4 separate regions of the Sus scrofa genome follow, and regions 1, 2 and 3 are each linked to region 4. A link is a contact called in public Hi-C and HiChIP or PLAC-seq data. All regions are on one chromosome and are shown on one strand. The core of a region is the stretch at or near the end of the contact, and the rest is flanking DNA. Distances in the headings are between cores, read along the strand shown.

Region 1 (2,700 bases), core at 27-2,526, 150 kb before region 4:
GAGGCTGCTCCAACAGGCACTCAGCCTCAAGTGCTCCCTGGAATAGCCCTGAGAACATGTGGATTGAACAAATTTTCAGCCTTTTTCCCTGCCCATCTCTGTTCCTGTTTTGGTGGTTTTGTGTAAGGAGGAAATACAAATAAAGTGAAGTTATGGCCTTTCCTGCTCCAACCCTGTTGCCCCCTGCCTGTTTCTCCACCCCTTACTTACACAAATTCAGACCTGTGCTCTTTTCCAAGACACGAAGGGACCTTGCTTTATTTCCTATTTAAGAAGCTTAGTGGTGACTCTTGGACTCCCAGGTCCAGCTACAGTGCGGTCTTATCCATTAGGACCTGTGATAAGGCTCTTGTCTGGGGACAGGGCAGGGTGCTGCCATGAAGAAAGATGGGGTAGTGAGTGAAGCCAGCCACCCTTTCACCTTCCTGAGCTGCTGCACTGCCAGCTCCTTTGTTACTTCTTGGGAGAAATACTGGAAGTTACCCAGACTCCTGCAGCCAGAAGCCGCATATTTTGTTTGAATAAAATCACAGGGTTAAAGTTGGAAATCCTCAGACATAATCCAGTTCTACATTTACAGAGGAAGGATTTGAAATTGGTACAATGATATAAAGTTAATATACCAAATTAGGACTCAACATGATTCCTCTCACTTCGTGGCCCTCTCCATGTTTTAACCAGCTACGTTTCTGGCAGCTGAAGTCTTAGGGTTCTGGAAGCCCTTGGGTCATGAGTGTGGACAATTCCTTCTCTTTATGGTTAGAGGGATGAGTATTGTTGCACCCAAAGAGTCACTTGCGAAACTCTTTTCTTGTGGTTTCGAGGTGTGTGGGGCACTGATTTGAACTGAAGGTATGTGAGCTGTAGGACCAGGCAGAATGTGGAAGACTAATCTGACCGACTAATCAGGTCCAAGCGCTGAGGACAGAAGGCGGCGGCTAGGAGAGAATGTAGACAGAATGAGGATGTGGAGCCCAGCATTCCTCCCCACGTGAAGCAAATGCAGTTGCTCTCTATAAAGCCGTCCTGGATAAGCTTAATGAGACCCCGTCTTGCCAAAATAGAATAGGGACCGGCAAGGACGTCACTGTACCTCCCCGTTGGCTCCGCCCACAGCGTTGACCTAGCTTCAGGAGTGCGGGGGAGCTGGGCAGGCGAGTCCTTGCCGCGTCTGCGCCGGGTTTCCCCGCCCTGTCGCAAGCCATTTAACCAATGAGAGCGATGGGCGGATGTCTAAAGCTTCTGCTTTTCCCCAGTCTTGGAAAGGTTAGCCAATCAATGGGAACTTGATGGTTGCTAAGAGACCTTTGAGCTTGGCTCCACCCTTGCTTAGGATTTTAGCCAATGAAAATCTGTACTTTGGACTGTTGCCGCTAAACCGGAGAGGTTCGTTCTGCCGCCTGAATGTTTCCGCGCCTGCGCAGATCGGGGAAGGTTCTGGAAGACTGTGGAGCTGCCGCCATTTTGCGGGAAGTGGAGCAGCTCCGGTTGCTGTGGTGCTTTTATTGCGGAGTGTCTGGAAGAGAGACATACTTAGCACCCTCCGACACACCCAGAGGAACCGAAGGAACCGGGGTCCCCCTGCGGGGACCCGGAACTGGTAAGAAACCCCGAAACCGGTCCCCCCGTCGCGACGTCACCTATGCGTGACGTTGTCGCACGGCCCCTCCCCCTTACGTCAGAGGCAGAAAATGGCGTTAAGAGCAGAATGGGGCAAACTTTTAAAATAAATTTTTTTTGGCTTTCTTTGATCTGGAAGTGTTCGCTACTTAATTGTTGTCCACTGGCACTGTATTAGGGATCGGCAGCCTCGTGGCTGTGTCTACCGATGAAAGACTGTTTCAAGGATCCCCGTGACTGATCCCTTTCCAGGTTCCCACATTGCTGATGTTTAGAGTCCCACGTACTGTGGAGGGACAGTCTCAGAGGACACTTGGGATCGGTTTTCAGGCCCTAGTGGCACTACTCAGAGAGATGAGGGAATTGAGATTTATTCCTCAGTGTCTGAAGTTTCACGTTCCGTGTTTGGTCACTGCTCACACATTCCGTGGCGGCGGTAGAGGAATATAGTGAGGCCACAAACGAGGTTTCAGCATCAGGATACCGGCCCTCGCAGAGATGCTGCCCGTCGGTTACTTGTAGGTCCGTGTTTTGAAATGTGGCCTTGGCTTGTTACACAGCGTGGGGAATGTTTTTATCTTTTTCATTGTTGCTGTACTTAATTAAGCTGTCTTGTGCCCAGCTCAGTGACCGGACCCAGGAGATGGCGCTACCATCACCCCTGGAACTTCAGCGTTTGGTGAATTATGCCCAATCCAGGCCAACCGCGGTTCTTCATTCTCCTTTGCCCCCGCAGCAGTGGGACCCAAGCGCTGACGTGGGTCTTGACTGTGTGGCATGACAGGGTCCATGCAGCGCCATGGTTGTGGAACCCTAATGCAATTTTTCAGAGCAGGGTTGGAGGAAAGCAAAGTTTTAATGGATGGGATTGAATGGACTTTGACCAGTAATTAGGACTTAATTTGAAAACTTCCAACCAGAAAACTCATAATATTTTTAGAACATTTAGAAAGATAGATTAGACCCAGTGAGATTTCAAGTTGCAAAGTGTGCTGGTGTTATATATATGTGTGTGATTAAATAGATTCATTCGTTTCTGAAGTCTGAAAACTTTATTCCATAGGTAGGGGTTCACTTGTT
Region 2 (2,700 bases), core at 172-2,671, 170 kb after region 4:
GCCACACTCACGATATATGGAGATTCCTAGGCCAGGGGTTGAATTGGAGCTACAGCTGCTGGCCTACACCACAGCCATAGCAACGCCAGATCCGAGCCACATCTGCAACCTACACCACAGCTCATGGCAACGCCGGATCGTTAACCCACTGAATAAGGCCAGGGATCGAACCTACATCCTCATGGATGCTAGTCAGATTCGTTAACCACTGAGCCACCACGGGAACTCCTGGTTCCAGTGTGAACACAAACAACAAATGAAAACTAAGGAAGGTTTACTTGCTGTTTTAGGAATTTTGCTTGAGTGGCTAGGATAGTTTAAAGTTACTAATAAGTTGAAAAAGTACCTGGTTATATGCTACTTGCAGCTGAAAGTGCGATGAGCTAGGTCTGTTAGATCAGATTCACCTAAAATAAAAGGGCAGCAGGAGTTCTCTTGTGGCACAGTGGGTTAAGGATCTGGCATTGTCACTGCAGTGGCTTGGGTTGCTGCTGTGACCTGGTTTGATCCCTGGCCAGGGTAATTTCCACAAGCCTCTGGCATGGGAAAAAAACAAAACAAAACAAAAAACGCGGCAAAAGCCAGAAACTAAGGTGGACCTTATTTTTCAAAAAGGTTAAAACACTAAATACAAGTAACTAATTCCACTTGTTAAAATACAAAACCTTAAACCTTCATTTTCTTCTGCAAAATAAATCGGAAGGGGTAGAGTTTGAACCAGGCACCAGGCAATGCTCTTTCAGGCCTTTCAGCACTGACATTCTGGGATAGTTCAACAACAGGTTCAAGATGCTAGGTTGGGAGTAGCACGCTGCTAAACTTGATCGTATACTCTATGCAATTTAATCGACTTTCTCACCCCACGCCCACCCCCAGCTCTTTTAAGACTATCAGATTCACCGAAGAATACCTACAATTGACTAACTACAATTCAAAAAATGTGGAGGAGCCCAATAAATGTCTGCTGAATGAATACCTGAGGTTTGATTCTATCGCTCTTATTAATAAGCGTCCCCAAGTCTAGATCCTAAAGCCAGTTCAGGACCGGGTAAAGTCGAGCTCCCCCACTCCGCCCCACACCTCCCACCCCCAATAACCACGTCTAAACTGGTGCCCGCTCAGACACTGATCGGGTGGTTCCAACTTTGGGGCAACCTGACTTGCTCCAATGATCTGGGACGGATCGCAGTTAGCGCCCTTAACAGAATTAGGACCGAACAAGTACTGAACCCGGAGAGCGCCAGACATTGCCCTATAGCAGATCTAAATAGTATATGTTTGAGAACGTGAGTGAACCAAAGAGACTCCAAACCTCGGAGTAGCTTCGCTATTGGCTGTAAAGCCTCTCCCGGTCTTCCTCCCGCACTATCTTGTTGCTAGAGCAACTGTGGGCGTCACCAACCTGACGGCGGAAATGGAACAAAAAGAGTACACGTCTCCAGCACAGGGAAAGATCCGTTGCGCAGGCGCACTAGCTTTCTCTGGCTGTAGTTCTCATTTTGAGGATGTATTCTGCGTCTGCGCATTGGTTGTTTCGCGCCTTGGTCGGTCTATACGCCTGCGCAAATCGGGGAGGACGGAGCTGGGCTGTACCGCTGCGCATGCGCTAAGACTACATCCGGTGTGGTCGTCTGGTACTCTAGGAGCTTGGGGTACGCCGGCCGAAGTACCAAGTTTATAGTCATGTCGGCGTCGGTGTTGTCGGTAATCTCCCGGTTCTTAGAAGAGTACTTGAGCTCCACTCCTCAGCGTCTGAAATTGTTGGATGCATATCTCTTGTATATACTGCTGACCGGGGCGCTGCAATTCGGTTACTGTCTCCTCGTGGGGACCTTCCCCTTCAACTCTTTCCTCTCCGGCTTTATCTCTTGCGTGGGGAGCTTCATTCTAGCGGGTAATGATTCAGTAATAATCTCCATAATAATGTGTTTCTTTGGTGCGCTGCTTTTATTCCCACAGTGCTCGTCTCTTTGTATCAGAACACTGCCTTGTCAAGTTATGAGAGGAGCCTGCATTGCTCTCTCTTTGTGAATGGGGAAATGGAGGGTCAGACAGGTGGCGTGCCTGTTACTGGAGAATCACCAAGGAGCTGGAATTAAATATAGAAACCACTTTCATGCTGCTGTGCAACCTGGTGATCCTCTTCACTTTGTATATATAGTCCAGGGAAAACTTCTTCCCAATTTCCACCTAGCTTTAACACAACTTTGAAGTTGGTAGACTTTTTTTTTTTATTTTTAAACTTACTATAGTTGACTTACAATGTTTTATTAATTTCTGCTGTACAGTAAAGTGATCCAGTTATACATATGTATGTGTATATGTATATATATATATATATATTCTTTTTTACGTTATCCTCCATCGTGTTCCATCACTGATGATTAGATATAGTTCCCTATGCTATACAGCAGAATCTCATTGCTTATCCACTCTAGGGTTAGGTGCTATAGTTTGCATCTACTAACCCCATACTCCCAGCCCATCCCACTCCCTCCCCTTCTCCCTGTTCTCCATGTCCATGGGTTTGTTTCTTTTCTGTAGATAGATTCATTTGTGCCATTATTCCAGATATAAGCGATATATGGTATTTGTCTTTCTTTCCTTTTTTTTTTTTTTTTTTTTTTTTGCTTTTTAGGGCCACACCCACAGCATATGGAATTTCCTAGGCTGAGAGTCGAATTGGAGTTACAGCTGCTG
Region 3 (2,700 bases), core at 80-2,579, 190 kb after region 4:
ATTCTTCCTTCCATCCCCCCCCAAAAAAAACACCCCCAAAAAACAAAAACGAAAAAATTTCTGGAAGTTAGTGCTTTATAAGCTTTCTAAATCCAGAAAAACTCTTTAGGCTAAGTTGCAGCCCTCTAACCTCAAAAAAGGTTTTGGATCAGAGAGGTCAGAGTGGCTTAAGTGAAGTTGTACAGCTAATTAATTGTAGAGCTGGTGTGAGAACCTGCATCTGTAGTGCCGAGTCAGTTATGCCTTGGTGTGCTTGGAATTCAGATTTGAACTCTGAATTTTTATGTATAGCTCTGTAAAATGTTCAGTGAAAAATGTTTGTTTTATTCAGGTTGTTCTAGCCTGGCTTAAGTATGGTCCAGAATTTGGGAACCCCATAATTACCTTTGTCTTTGGGGGGCTAGAATTAAATGGAAGGATTTGAGGCCCTGTCTGTAGTATCACATGATATTTTTAGAAACCTCGAACAGCTCTTCTTACCTTTCTGCTTCTTTCTTTCAGGTTCACTCTGATTTCCCCTGGACAAGAGCTCTTAAGATGGCAGTTTGCTGGACACATGGATTTTCTTCAGATTTATGCTTACTACCACTCTGATTGTACAGAGCCCAGAAAAGTCCCGCGGCTTCTGACTCAGAATAACTTTGTAACTTCGTACTGGTCATTTATTAATACAGTCTTTGCCTGCCATTAAATGTAACCTTTTTGCCTTCCAGATTAAAGAATTCCATGCCACTCCTACCCCTGCCTCTGGCTCTGTTTTTTGTTTTTATTCTTTTTTGGGGTTAAAACCCTTTTTTTCCTTCAATCCTCTGGGCAGAGCTCTTTAGGAGTTGATAACTTGCAACTTTGAATCTACCTCCACGTTTTCAATAAGTGTATTTGCGGTTAATGACAAAGGCAGTGCTGACATCCCTGGGAAACGACAGCCCTTTGTCTTTTCCCTGGAGCTGGTAATCCTTTACTAATCCTTCAATCGTTGCAGGTGGTTCCGCTCTTGTGACACAATGCATTCCTGGAACTGCATCATTAAGCACTTTGTTAGAAATTTAACTCAGTGTGTGCTTCCCCATTTATATCTGTTTCAACATGATTTAGTGGTGAAAGTGAAATATGTATCTCTTAGACTGCATAGGAAGAGTGCAGAAAGTGGGGCTTGTGTGCATGCCTTCTTACAGGATACACTGCTGTCCAAACCAACTTCACAAGTGTTCTCTCATTTTGCTCTTACTGTTACCTTGGGGGCTCCGCTTCTCATTAGATAGGTGAAGAAGAGGAAGCTCCTCTTTGTAACTTGTTTAAGATCAGAGTCCATGATGTGCTTGGGTGGAACAATAGGTCTGCTGGCTGAAGTCTAGGCCTGGTTGATATGTGTCATGGTAGCACCCCTCCTTCTATCTTGGGTGCTATATATCAAAAATATGCTGTGTTGAGAAGTCCACTCTTTGAACTGAGCTGACTGCTGAGATGGTGAGTTGTGCTCTAGAGCTTTCCCAACTTGGCTGCACTTTAGAATTGCTTGGGGGTTTTAAAAATGAAACCTCAGTGCCCAGGGCACACCACAGATCAGTTGGGGGTAGCGTCTGTACCTTATAAAGGAGATTCTCATGTGCAGCCAAATCAGAGAAGCACTGCTCTGGATTCTTGCTCCTTAAATTACAGCCCATTGACCAGCAGTATTGACCACACTGGGAGCTTATTTGAAAAGGAGTCTCTCGAGCCCCACCCTAGGCCCTACTGAAGCAGAATCTTCAACACCGTCTACATGTGATTCCTGTGCATATTATAGTTTTAGAAGCACCCATCCAGAATGATGGTTCTCAGATTTTGGTGTATGTCACAACTACCTGGGAACTTAGTAAAAATGAGCTTGGCTTTCTGTGTTCATTAGCTCTCTGTGTAACTCTGATACACGCTGAAGTTTGAGACTCACTCTAGATCAGGAGTTGGCAAGCTTTTTCTTTTTTTTCTTTTTTCTTTTTTCTTTTTTTTTGCTTTTGAGGGCCGCACCTGCGGCATATGGAGGTTCCCAGGCTAGGGGTCTAATCCGAGCTGCAGCTGCTGGCCTACACCACAGTTACAGCAAGGCCAGATCCGAGCCACGTCTGCGACCTATACCACAACTCATGGCAATGCCGGATCCTTAACCCACTGAGTGAGTCCAGGGACTGAACCCGTGACCTCATGGTTCCTAGTCAGATTTGTTTCCCCTGTGCCATGATGGGAACTCCGGCAAGCTTTTTCTTAAATGAATGGCCTGGCAGTGTGGTCCAATAAAATTTTGTTTATAAAAATCACTGTCCTTGGACCATGGCTTGCCATTCCAAGGGATACTAGTTCACTAAAATTATGACTTAATTTAATATGCCTTAAAATTTTTATGTACAGATGTACTTCCTGATAAGGAGGCTTCTGAATTATTTTAGTCTGGATTGGTAAATAGGTATTTTAAATAAGAAAAGCATCTGAACTTTATTTTTTATTATTTATTTACTTATTTATTGTCTTTTGTCTTTTTTTTTTTTTTTTAGGGCCACACCTGCAGCATATGGAAGTTCCCAGGCTAGGGGTCAAATTGGAGCTGTAGCTGCCAGCCTACACCACAGCCACAGCAATGTGGGATCCTTAACCCACTGAACGATGGTAGGGATCGCACACATGTGCTCATGGTTGCTAATCAGGTTCATTAACTACTGAGCCATG
Region 4 (2,700 bases), core at 67-2,566:
CAACGCCGGATCCTTAACCCACTGATCAAGGCCAGGGATCGAACCGGCAGCCTCATGGTTCCTAGTTGGATTCGTTAACCACTGCGCCACGACGGGAACTCAAGTTATAATTTTTAATACATACACAGAATCACATTTCATACCACTATCAATGGCTTGCCATCATTGTGGAAACACCTGGTACATAATGAAGTCTCTCCTTCAGTACTCTCAATCATTTCCCTACTGATTTGAAAACCTATCCCAAGCTAGATGGAGTGCTCCACGATTCCCCCAGTCAAAACAGGATTAAAAACAAATCAAGAAACCAGCACCACTCCTAACGCTGCTGGGTCGAAACGTCACTTACCTGGGCTTCTGCATAAAATATGGCAGAGGTACTGAGGCCCCGGGGGCCTGGGGCCGCGAGGAGGACATAATGTGGGTGTCCGCAGCGCCGGCCGGCTGGGAACCGGAGCCCGGGTGTCAGCGGCTTCCGTGGCCATTGGCGGAGCCCTGCGACGCTGTGGAACTGAGTGGGTAAAAGAAGGATGTAGTCCTTTTACCGAGATAAGTCAATAGTTACGCTCCGCCCCCACCCTTCCAAGAAAAAGGCAGTCCGCTACCACAGGTGAGGACATTGCTACTCCTTGCGCTCAGACTGCGAGTGTGAAGGCATATAATCAGCGAGTCCTGCATTTCAGCTACCTCAGAGCCACCCAGTGGCCCAGAGTTTCAGGCTGAGGTTTCCTTGGAAGGGATGACGCCTGTTTCTGGGAACAGACCAGGAGACCCGGCTGTTGAGCCCGTAGGGTTGGGGACGTAACCCTACCGCGTCCTCCTGTGACCTGAGGTCAGGAGACGCAAGTCCCAGTGAGGTGTGGGCCTACTCATTCATGCACACAGCACGAGTCACCCCTGGCTCGTCACAGGGATAGGGTGGCATCAGAGCTCAGTCTCGGGGTGTCCTTACTTGACGCTGAGGCTGTAGCAAGCGCAGAAGCTCCCGGCGTCCGCACATCAACCCCATCGCCATCTCGCCGGAGAAAGGGCTTGCGTTTGCGCCTGCGCACTCAGAACCGCAGTCTCGCGAGAGGAGGCCCTTTTGGAAGTGGGCGTTAAGCCACAGCTGCCAGCAGGCTCAGGAGGTAAAGGAAACTGGAGCTTGGCGGCCATATTTGAAGAGGGTAAGAGGACACAGAGCTGCTTTAACAAGATCTCGCAGAGGGTGTTCTCCCGAGATTGAAGTTCAGAGCCTTCTAACAGGCTTTCGTTAATGGCTGCGTGATCCTGGGGGCTTTTCCTTCGTCCTCTAAATTTGCGATTCTTCTGTGATTTGTTAAGTTAAAAAGCGTCCTCGCCACGTCAGGTCTTGGCTGTACTTGGAGTGGGTTTTTCTTGCCCAGTGATGTTCAATTCTTGTTGCTAGATAATATTGCAATCGCAGATAAAGTGAAATTTGAGAGTGGTCTGGAGTTTGACAGAAATTGAGGGAAATATATATCTCCCAGACAAAGCTTAAAAGGAGATGCCATACTTCCCTTTTCCTTTCCCCCAGTAGGGTCTGGTTGAGGAGAATCTTGTGACACTGAGGGCATAAATCTTTACATCTTTTTTTTTCTTGTACTTAACGGCTGCACCTGTGGGCTAGGGGATGAATCAGACCTGCAGCTGCAGACCTGTGGCAACACAGGATCCTCAACCCGTTGAGTGAGGTCATTGATCAAACTTGCATCCTTATGGACTCTATGTCAGGTTCTTAACCTACTAAACCACAAAGGGAACTCCAGAGGGGCAAGTCTTTAAAGATGCTGAAAGGTAACCTGCTGAAGGTGGTTGTATGGAAAGATAGAAGAACGCTGATGATGTCACTGGGCTGCTGCAGCAAGCTTGGAACCACCTAATTCTAGATTTTGTTGTGTACCATAAATAAAGGTCTTTGTTGTCTAGACTCTTAAGTCTCTGTTGCTTGGGTTCTTGAAACTGAAATCATTTCTGGAGATATATGAGGTAAAGTTCCTTTCTTCTAAAGGGGGGAAAAAAGTACTGCTTAGAAAGATAGGAGTTGACTATGTGAGAAACCCTATAAAGCCTCTCAAACAGCAGAGTGCTTTTGGAATAACAAAGTGTAGCTTTAGGAAAGATGTGATAGCCCAAAATGCTTTCAATCATTGCTAGTTTAGGCTGATTATAAATGTACCTGACAGGAATGGTTTAAAAAAAAAAAAGGCAAAGGAATATGATACAGATTTAGTAGTAATTTGGGGGTATTACCTATCAGTCAAGTATGTTGGATACTATCATAAACGATTTTTTTTTTTTTGTCTTTTTGCTATTTCATTGGGCCGCTCCCGCAGCATATGGAGGTTCCCAGGCTAGGGGTCTAATCACGGAGCTGTAGCCGCCAGCCTATGCCAGAGCCACAGCAACGCAGGATCCTAGCCACGTCTGCGACCTACACCACAGCTCACGGCAACGCAGGATCGTTAACCCACTGAGCAAGGCCAGGGACCGAACCCGCAACCTCATGGTTCCTAGTCGGATTCGTTAACCACTGTGCCACGACGGGAACTCCGTAAACGGTATTCTTAAAGTTACTTTGAAAAATCAGGGAGTTCCCAATGTGGCTCTGTGGTAATGAACCCGACTAGCATCCATGCAGATGTGGGTTTGATCCCTGGCCTTGCTCAGTGGGTTAAGGATCGTGTTTCTGTGAGCTAT

The links. Hi-C and Micro-C count contacts between places; a contact is called where the count stands out from the background. HiChIP or PLAC-seq counts read pairs in DNA pulled down with a chosen protein or histone mark.
Region 1: a contact with region 4 is called in a Hi-C map of liver, with 4 times the contacts expected there. The contact joins the promoter of RBM23 here to the promoter of OXA1L in region 4. A contact is called at or near these places in 1 of 47 Hi-C or Micro-C datasets (liver) and 1 of 2 datasets of contacts at active chromatin or transcription factors (alveolar macrophages).
Region 2: a contact with region 4 is called in an H3K27ac HiChIP or PLAC-seq map of alveolar macrophages. The contact joins the promoter of ABHD4 here to the promoter of OXA1L in region 4. A contact is called at or near these places in 1 of 5 promoter capture datasets (fetal liver), 14 of 47 Hi-C or Micro-C datasets (alveolar macrophages, embryonic fibroblasts, epiblast stem cells and 7 more) and 2 of 2 datasets of contacts at active chromatin or transcription factors (alveolar macrophages and skeletal muscle).
Region 3: an H3K27ac HiChIP or PLAC-seq map of alveolar macrophages shows a contact between it and region 4. The contact joins the enhancer-like site here to the promoter of OXA1L in region 4. A contact is called at or near these places in 2 of 5 promoter capture datasets (fetal liver and liver), 5 of 47 Hi-C or Micro-C datasets (embryonic fibroblasts, epiblast stem cells, fetal liver and 1 more) and 2 of 2 datasets of contacts at active chromatin or transcription factors (alveolar macrophages and skeletal muscle).

What each region holds. Positions count from the first base shown.
Region 1 is chr7:76,119,449-76,122,148 of Sscrofa11.1, forward strand. It overlaps RBM23 (probable RNA-binding protein 23), which reads left to right and starts at 1,277. Exons shown (of 14, transcript XM_021099252.1): 1 at 1,277-1,600. The coding sequence starts at 1,405. It overlaps PRMT5 (protein arginine methyltransferase 5), which reads left to right. Exons shown (of 17, transcript NM_001160093.1): 17 at 1-169.
Region 2 is chr7:76,430,415-76,433,114 of Sscrofa11.1, forward strand. ABHD4 (protein ABHD4) reads right to left here and starts at 1,422. Exons shown (of 7, transcript XM_021099270.1): 1 at 1,313-1,422. It overlaps DAD1 (defender against cell death 1), which reads left to right and starts at 1,626. Exons shown (of 3, transcript NM_213944.1): 1 at 1,626-1,894. The coding sequence starts at 1,684.
Region 3 is chr7:76,456,667-76,459,366 of Sscrofa11.1, forward strand. DAD1 (defender against cell death 1) reads left to right here. Exons shown (of 3, transcript NM_213944.1): 3 at 502-737. Among named protein-coding and RNA genes, the nearest start is that of DAD1, 26 kb to the left of the region's middle. Within about 2 kb of position 1,330, at least 19 of the 83 cell types and tissues checked have an H3K27ac peak or open chromatin away from gene starts, as enhancers often do. A contact at or near this core is called in alveolar macrophages and epiblast stem cells, where this site is marked.
Region 4 is chr7:76,265,384-76,268,083 of Sscrofa11.1, forward strand. It overlaps OXA1L (mitochondrial inner membrane protein OXA1L), which reads right to left and starts at 1,317. Exons shown (of 11, transcript XM_013978229.2): 1 at 1,116-1,317; 2 at 953-1,113; 3 at 350-511. The coding sequence starts at 1,317.